Regions from separate parts of the Mus musculus genome. Here region 2 is linked to region 1. A link is a contact called in public promoter capture Hi-C data. All regions are on one chromosome and are shown on one strand. Each heading gives the region's core, a stretch centred on a gene start, on an enhancer-like site or on the middle of the called end of the contact. The rest is flanking DNA. Distances are from core to core; before and after follow the strand shown.

Region 1 (3,706 bases), core at 472-2,971:
AAAGAGATTCTCTAATAAATAAAAAAAATTAAATAAAAGTTTCTCCAACCACCAACCTTTCAGTTAACAGCTGAACGCACTGACCGATTGCTCCCCCAGAACTCATGTCTCTAGCTGCATATGTAGCAGAAGATGGCCCAGTTAGTCATCATTGGGAGAAGAGGCCCTTAGTCTTGAGAAGATTATATGTTCCAGTACAATGGAATGCCAGGGCCAGGAGGCAGGAGCATGTGGGTTGGGGAGCAGGGCGCGGGGGCAGGGGAGGGGAGGTATAGGGGACTTTCAGGATAGCATTTGAAATGTAAATGAAGAAAATATCCAATAAAAAAGGTTTCTCCAAGCAGTTAAAGGATCTAAAGTATATATAATGGACCTCAGATTTTGGGCCAGAGAAATAGTAGGATAGTTTAAGGTATGCTAGCAAGTGAATGCTTATGTGGCCAAGCGTAAACAGGGCAAAAGACCTAGGAGAGAATGGCCTGGAGTATATTGGGAGGTCAATTTTACAGAAGTTAAGCCAGAAAAATATGGTTACAAATACCTTCTAGTGTTTGTAAACACTTTCTCTGGATGGACTGAGGCTTTCCCTGCCACGCAGGAAACAGCTACCATGGTAGCTAATAAGATATTAGTAGAAAATTTCCAGAGGTTCAGAGTTCACAAGGTAATTGGATTGGAAAATGGTCCTGCTTTTGTAATACCTGATATCAAGACTAGACATGACAGGAGGCTGGAGAATTGATTTGGTGGGTAAACACATTTGCCACACAAGTATGAGGAACAAAGTACAAATCTACAGAACTCAAATAAAAGGAAAGATACAGAACAAACATCTATAATCTATAGGGAAATTAGGACAAAGATAAGGGAATTCCTGGAAGCTCTTGGGCCTACTGCCGTGGTATGTGCAACACAAAACAGAGATTCTGTTTAAAAACAAGGTAAAAAGCCCATGATACCAACAAGGTGTCAACACTCATTTTGTCCTCTGGTCCCCATACAGATGCCTGCACACATGCATCCATGTGATCACACATGCACGCACACGGGACTAGTAGTGAAACAAGAACATAGACTCAGGCTTACATGACAAACTGAATCCCAGCAACCATCGAAAGTGATCATTTGAACTGCCCTTGATTGCCATAAGGATTATACAAGCTCCCTCCAACAAATAAATTACCTCTAGTAGCCAAATAAAGACCTACCCCTTCAGAAAACTCTTCATTGCCTTTTGTTAATAAACTATGTGGAACCTCACCAGATTTGGGGCTGCATGCTTGCTGGAGCCAACATCTCCTGTGCAATGGATTCTGTGCTTTCACTACCATCTTCACTCCTACAACTCCATGTCTAGTTCTATTCATTGTTTGACCAAAGAAGGATCTGAGCATCACATCGCAGGACACCTGAGATCCCTCTAGTAACAGTAGTCTGAAGACAAAGGAAGGGTAGAAATGGCAGAAAGCATGAGCCTCTCTTACTTTAAGAGACAGAATGGCCCAGCAAAATGAAGACTGCTTTTTCAGATGTTGGGAGGATGTGATACAAAATGTGAGAACTGAAACGTATGGAGTGTACTAGGAAAGAGGAAGTCATGAAACTGAAAGAAAAAGAGACTGTCCAAGGAGAAGTCATTCCCCACTTTTTCTAAAATTAACTAAGCACTCTCTCTTCCCTAGAGCTCCCCACCTATCACCAATAACATATTTCTGTGCAGCAGAGCAGCCACCATTGTGGAGGGAAGAGGAAGGTTTTCTTCTTTAACTACGGGAGATGAAAGAAAACACCTCCTGAGAACCTGAATCTGTCTCCACCACCCCATGCTCAAAGGTAAGAAATGTTGTCCTAATACAGGATTTTCTGAATAAGGCAGATAAGCATTAGTGACACAAGCAGGGAAAAAGGGAAACAACTAAGCATCTCCCTCTATTGAGAGAAAGCCAAAGATCAGGGCCAGTGGTGGCCAGGAAGAATCTCTGGACAGTTGGACTAAGGGTTGCTACAATTTAGGTGATCACGGGAAACATAGTAGTTCTTGGACAATCTATGTATGTCTGTCAGAGGTATAATATTAAACCTGATAACTTGAGACAGAAGTTGCTATCATATCCATACTTCTATAGTGCCAGGCTCTTAGTACCAAAGTCACTGTGTCTTCCTGATCTGAGATCTATTCCAGTCCCTGAATTCATCCTAGATAAACTAAAAAGAAAAAGAAAGCTTAAATAACCATGGTACACTATTTGACACTTCAAGGCTCAAAAGAAAGGAAGGAAAGAAGGAAGAAAAGAAAAAAAGAAAAGATAAGGAAAGGAAAGGAAAGAAAAGAAAAGAAAAAAGATACCTCCCTTTGCTGTAGAAAGATGGGATAAGATCTCAAAGAGCATATTCAATGAGGCCATGCCATTTAGAAGATGAAGTCTCAGACTGTTCTCTGGCTCCTCTGAAGTTCAATGAAATCTGAGGCTCAGGAAGGAGAAAAACAGACACAGAGACAGACAGAGATAGACAGGGACAGACAGAGGCCCTCGGACACAATATCCTTACATGCCTCCAGAGTCAATGTGTTATCACCCAGGAGAAACAGTTCCTTGGTTACAAAGGAAAGTAGAGGAGTCCATGGCACTCTGTGCTAATCCTCTGCACAAGGGCAGAGCTACTTAATAGGACAGTGCCCTTCACTTGTGACTAACTGGTTCCTGTAATCCCCAGAACAACAGACTACTCTCCTGTCTCTTCCAAACCTTTCAGGGACTTTCATGACCACTAATTTAACAATGGTCATTCAGAGGCCTCTCCCCATGAGAGAAAAGACACAAATAATGAGAACATAGTCAACTCACCATCACCACCACCCTACACCCCTAGTGCTAGGCTCTAGGCTCAAAGGTATCAAGACATTATTTCCTTTGTATTTTATTAGCCTACTTTCTTTATTTCCTTTGAATATTTTACCTGAATTATTTTTTAATATTGTCTCCCTAAACTCAATTCTAAAATCTAGCTGAAATATTTCCTTAGTTCTGAATGTTTAAATCAGACCATTTATCCTAGTAGAAAAAATACTGACTATAGTTTCACATCTGGCACTCACTTTCTGCTTCTTTGACTAAGACAAGTAATTTAGCCTCCTTAGTAAAGAAGGACAACAGCCCACCATTGTCACATGGCTAAGAATTTTTCTCAGATATAAGTGTGTCAGTAACATGGTTCCCTTTTCCAGTGTACTCTCTAATGAGCAAATCAGTTTTCCACCTTGTTTTGTGGTGCAGACTATCCCTTTTTTTTGGGTCTCTGGTGGCAAGTAGGCGAAGGAGTCGGTGAATGACAAACAAATATGACAGGAGAGAATGGGTTGCATCTGAGTGTATTGTCACAAAGTGAACACCAGTCTTATATAATACAGAAAACAAAGGGGTAGGATGTCACAGTAGGCAAAGTACATTGAAGTTACCTAACACAAAACAAAGGAATGACTTCAAGGGAACTTACAGGAACAAGGTAATATTTACAGTTAAGATAGAACAGCTCTGCTTAGGGTCAGCTAATGACAGGTAAGGATTTCACACCCTAGTCACAATTTGTGCTACTCCTTTGAGCCTTGTGAATGCTAGCACCAGGGGGTTCTGCTCTAGAAGACCTTTTCATGAATAATGCAATACCCACAACCCCCCTATTTCCTAGGCCTTGATAAATTCTTGCA
Region 2 (3,706 bases), core at 332-2,831, 450 kb after region 1:
TTTCAAGAGAGTTTTTCTATATAGCCTGGGCTGTCCTGGAATTTACCCTCTAGACCAGGTTAGCCTTGAACTCAGAGATCTGCTTCCCTGTGCCTCCCAAGTATTGGGATTAAAAGTGTGTGCCACCACACCCAGGTTTTGTTTTGTTTTTTTTTTTTTTTGTTTTTTTTTTTTTTGTACAGGGTTTCTCTGTATAGCCCTGGCTGACCTGGAACTCACTTTGTAGACCAGGCTGGTCTCGAACTCAGAAATCCACCTGTCTCTGCCTCCCAAGTGCTGGGATTAAAGGTGTGCGCCACCACTGCCTGGCTCACCCAGCTTTTTTTTTTTTTTTTTTTTTTAATGAGTTTGTATGTGTTTGTGTACGTATCACTTGTGCTTTTTATTTATTTATTTATTTATTTTTTAATTTAATTGCCTGTTTTCTAAAGAAAGCTCAAGAGGACATGGAGTTAGTTGGATGGAGACCTGGAGGAGATGAGGGACGGGAAATGGTAATCAAAGTTTTATTTTTCAGTTTTGGTCATTAATCGATCTGAGGCATCCACACACTAGTCAAGTCACAGCTTCGCGCCTTTGTAAGGAAAGCTGGGCTTGGTATGAGCCCTATTCCACTCCTATCTCAATTGCTTCTCCTTTCTCAGTGTTCTTCGCTGTAGCTCAACTCTGCTCATTTACTTCATGAGGAATTCCCAGCCTGTTTCTCTATTATGATACTATGTGCTTTTCCTAAGTACTTATTACAGTTACAGGTTCATTTTTTTGGTTTTGTAATAAGTCTACATATATATTCTCCCAATAACAAGTTACATGAAGGTATGAACTACGTTTATTTTTGCTAGACAAATAGCTAAAGTATAGCCCCAAAAATCCAACAGTGGGAGGGGGTTCATATCATGTTTCACTAAATGTTGTCAAACTCCCTTCTATATTTTTATGGTTTAATCCATATTTGAACAACTCTCAAGCTTGGTCTTTTTATAGTAGAGGGTTGTGGTCAATACAGTCACAACTGTTCAAAATGAATGAATGACTGACTGAATGCTGAGACACAGAGTAAATATATAAAACCCTTTCGAGTCAATACTCCAAAAGGATCTCGATCAAAAAAGAGGGCGGGGGAGAGTAGTCTGAATTGGGTTATGAGGCCCGGGAGGTGCCTCACCTCAGCCATTGAACTCGCACTGCTGGCCGTGAGTCTGTTCCAAGCTCCGGCGAGGGAGGCATCCGCTCCGGCGAGGGAGGCATCCGCCCCGACTCGGGGCTTCTCCTGCCCAGTCTGCCCAAGCGTAGAGCCCTGCTCTCTGGGAACTCACCTCCCCGCTCGGGGAGAGCCCGGTTAGGGCCGCGGGAGGCCCAAGTCTCAGACCTTCCCAGGGGCCGAAGAGTGACACGCACTCAGCACGTGGCCCCGCTGATGAGCTTCCTCCGCCCACTTTCAGGATGTAGACCGGCCGCCACTATAAGGCTCGAAAGAGGAATAAATTTTTCGTTTAGGGTGATTTCCCACAAAGCACAGCGCGTAATTTGCATGCGCTCTACCCCAGGCTCCTGTGCTAGACAAGAAGCCCGCGCATCCGGGCAAGGGATGATGACGTCGTCCTTCAAGAGCGATGGCGCCGCGGCGGCAGAGATCAGGCTCTGGAAGGCGAGGTGGGAACTCAGTCCGCAGGCTGAATGCTCGGCCCAGTGTCACAGGGAGCCTCTCGCTTTTTCATATTACACTTCAGTCCAAAGAGGCGGGTCACGGATAAGCGCTTACAGTAAAGTGATTAGCTGTAGTCAACCTTTTAAGATACATCCGATTTCAGAAAGTAAAATTCGAATCTTAGAATTGGTGTCTGTAGACCGTATACTGTGTCTGTGGTCTCGGTTTTATATTTCGGGCAACTAAAGTTCAATGAATTTACAGGTTCTAAAGCTCCAAATAGCAACGCTGGCAGCAAGTTGGTCAGTCCAGACCGTTGAACACTTTACTGATGACCATGATGAAGTGGTCTAGTTTGAAGGAAGGTATTAGAGACCAAAGGCTATGAGACCCATGTAATGAACTGTAAAGATCTATGTAAACTTATTTTATCCTATTATTAATATCCCATCAGGATAGCAATTTAGGCAGTATTGCTCAGTGAGTGGTGTGCAAGTTATTAAGAGCATGTTGAATTATTTCTTTAGAAATTATTTAATCTTTATGTATTTTATCTGCATATATATATATATATGCACCATGTATGTGCCTGGAAGTGTTGGACCCCCCGTACTAGAGTTACTGACAGTTGTGGTCTGCCATATGAGAGATGGAACTTAAACCCAGAGCCTCGGGAAGAATCAGGCAGCTCCTTCATCACTGACCCACCTCTCCAGCTACTTTAAGTTCTTTCTTTAAAGGATATTATGAGAGCCTGGTGGGCATGTTGGCTCACACCTTTAATGCTCGCACTTGGGAGGCAGAGGCAGGAGGATCTCTGTGAGGTCCAGGACAGCCAGGGCTATATAGAGACCCTGTCATTTAAAAAGGGGGGTGGGGGGAGGAGGGTTGTCAAGAAGCTGGAGAGTTAGCTCAATGTTAAAAACCACTTGTTAGCCAGGCGTGGTGGCACACGCCTTTAATCCCAGCACTCGGGAGGCAGAGGCAGGCGGACTTCTGAGTTTGAGGCCAGCCTGGTCTACAAAGTGAGCTCCAGGACAGCCAGGGCTATACAGAGAAACCCTGTCTCGAAAAACCAAAAAAAAAAAAAAAAGAAAACAAAACCAAAAAAAAAAAAAAACACTTGTTGCCCTTATAGAGGGTCTGAGTTTGATTCCAAAATCCCACATGGCAAGTCATAACCACCCTCCCAGACCTCCAGGTACACCAGACATCCAGACATGCACGTGGCACACATACATATACAGACAGAACACCCATACACGTAAAAGGAAACAATAACCTTTGGGGGTTTGTTTCTTTGTTTGTTTTGGGTTTTATGTTTGTTAACAGTCAAGGGCAGAGACAACTCTACTGTCTCTGACAGCAACCTTAGTTTTTCAGAGACCTCCACTCAGGCAAACCTAGTATTCTTGCCTTTAAAGTAGAAATGACTTTCAAGAGTATGCAAAATGAACCAAAGTTGGAAGTTTATTACAGGAGATGCCAATATATGTTTTAAGCACAAGGGTTAAAAGAAACGGAATGACTGGGAAGAGAGACGCCACAGAACATGAGTGTGGGCTTCTCAAAGAAGAATCACCCTTCACTGTCTTTAGAATAGACATGTATGTAAGATTTGTGATTTTTGGCTCTTCAAGGAGTTGTTAAAGAATTTAAATGAGATCACAGTTCCTGAGGAGATCTGACAGAATTCCAGAGTCCAAGTCTGGATGATAAGGGATGCAGGGAGTTAGGTTATCAGCATTGTCAACAATGCTCGTGGTCTGTTTAAGACTCCCATAAAATGGGAAAGAAATGAACCAGGCCCATTGTCATATTCATTTAGGCCGACAGCCCAATTCAGTGTCATTTTAACATGAAAATATCTGAAGATCTGCATCAGCAGCCTTCATAGAATGTTAATTGGGCTGAATTTCTTGCTTCTCAACTTCAGAGAGGCTTCATCCTGACTCGGGGATAGGAGGGGCTGCTTTTCCTTTTCATAGCCATCTAATTTTCCTGTGTTTTTATTTTGCTTCAGTGTTGTTTCAGTAAAGTTAGATCATCTTCATAGTG

Evidence for each region. Promoter capture Hi-C pulls out the DNA fragments that hold promoters and counts their contacts.
Region 2: a contact with region 1 is called in a promoter capture Hi-C map of liver. The contact joins the promoter of Parp2 here to the promoter of Tlr11 in region 1. A contact is called at or near these places in 6 of 39 promoter capture datasets (the HPC-7 cell line, cranial neural crest, hematopoietic stem and progenitor cells and 2 more) and 2 of 484 Hi-C or Micro-C datasets (granulocyte-monocyte progenitors and nephron progenitors).

What each region holds. Positions count from the first base shown.
Region 1 is chr14:50,356,193-50,359,898 of GRCm38.p6, forward strand. It overlaps Tlr11 (toll-like receptor 11), which reads left to right and starts at 1,722. Exons shown (of 2, transcript NM_205819.3): 1 at 1,722-1,833. The coding sequence starts at 1,824.
Region 2 is chr14:50,806,335-50,810,040 of GRCm38.p6, forward strand. It overlaps Parp2 (poly (ADP-ribose) polymerase family, member 2), which reads left to right and starts at 1,582. Exons shown (of 16, transcript NM_009632.3): 1 at 1,582-1,653. The coding sequence starts at 1,614. It also overlaps Rpph1.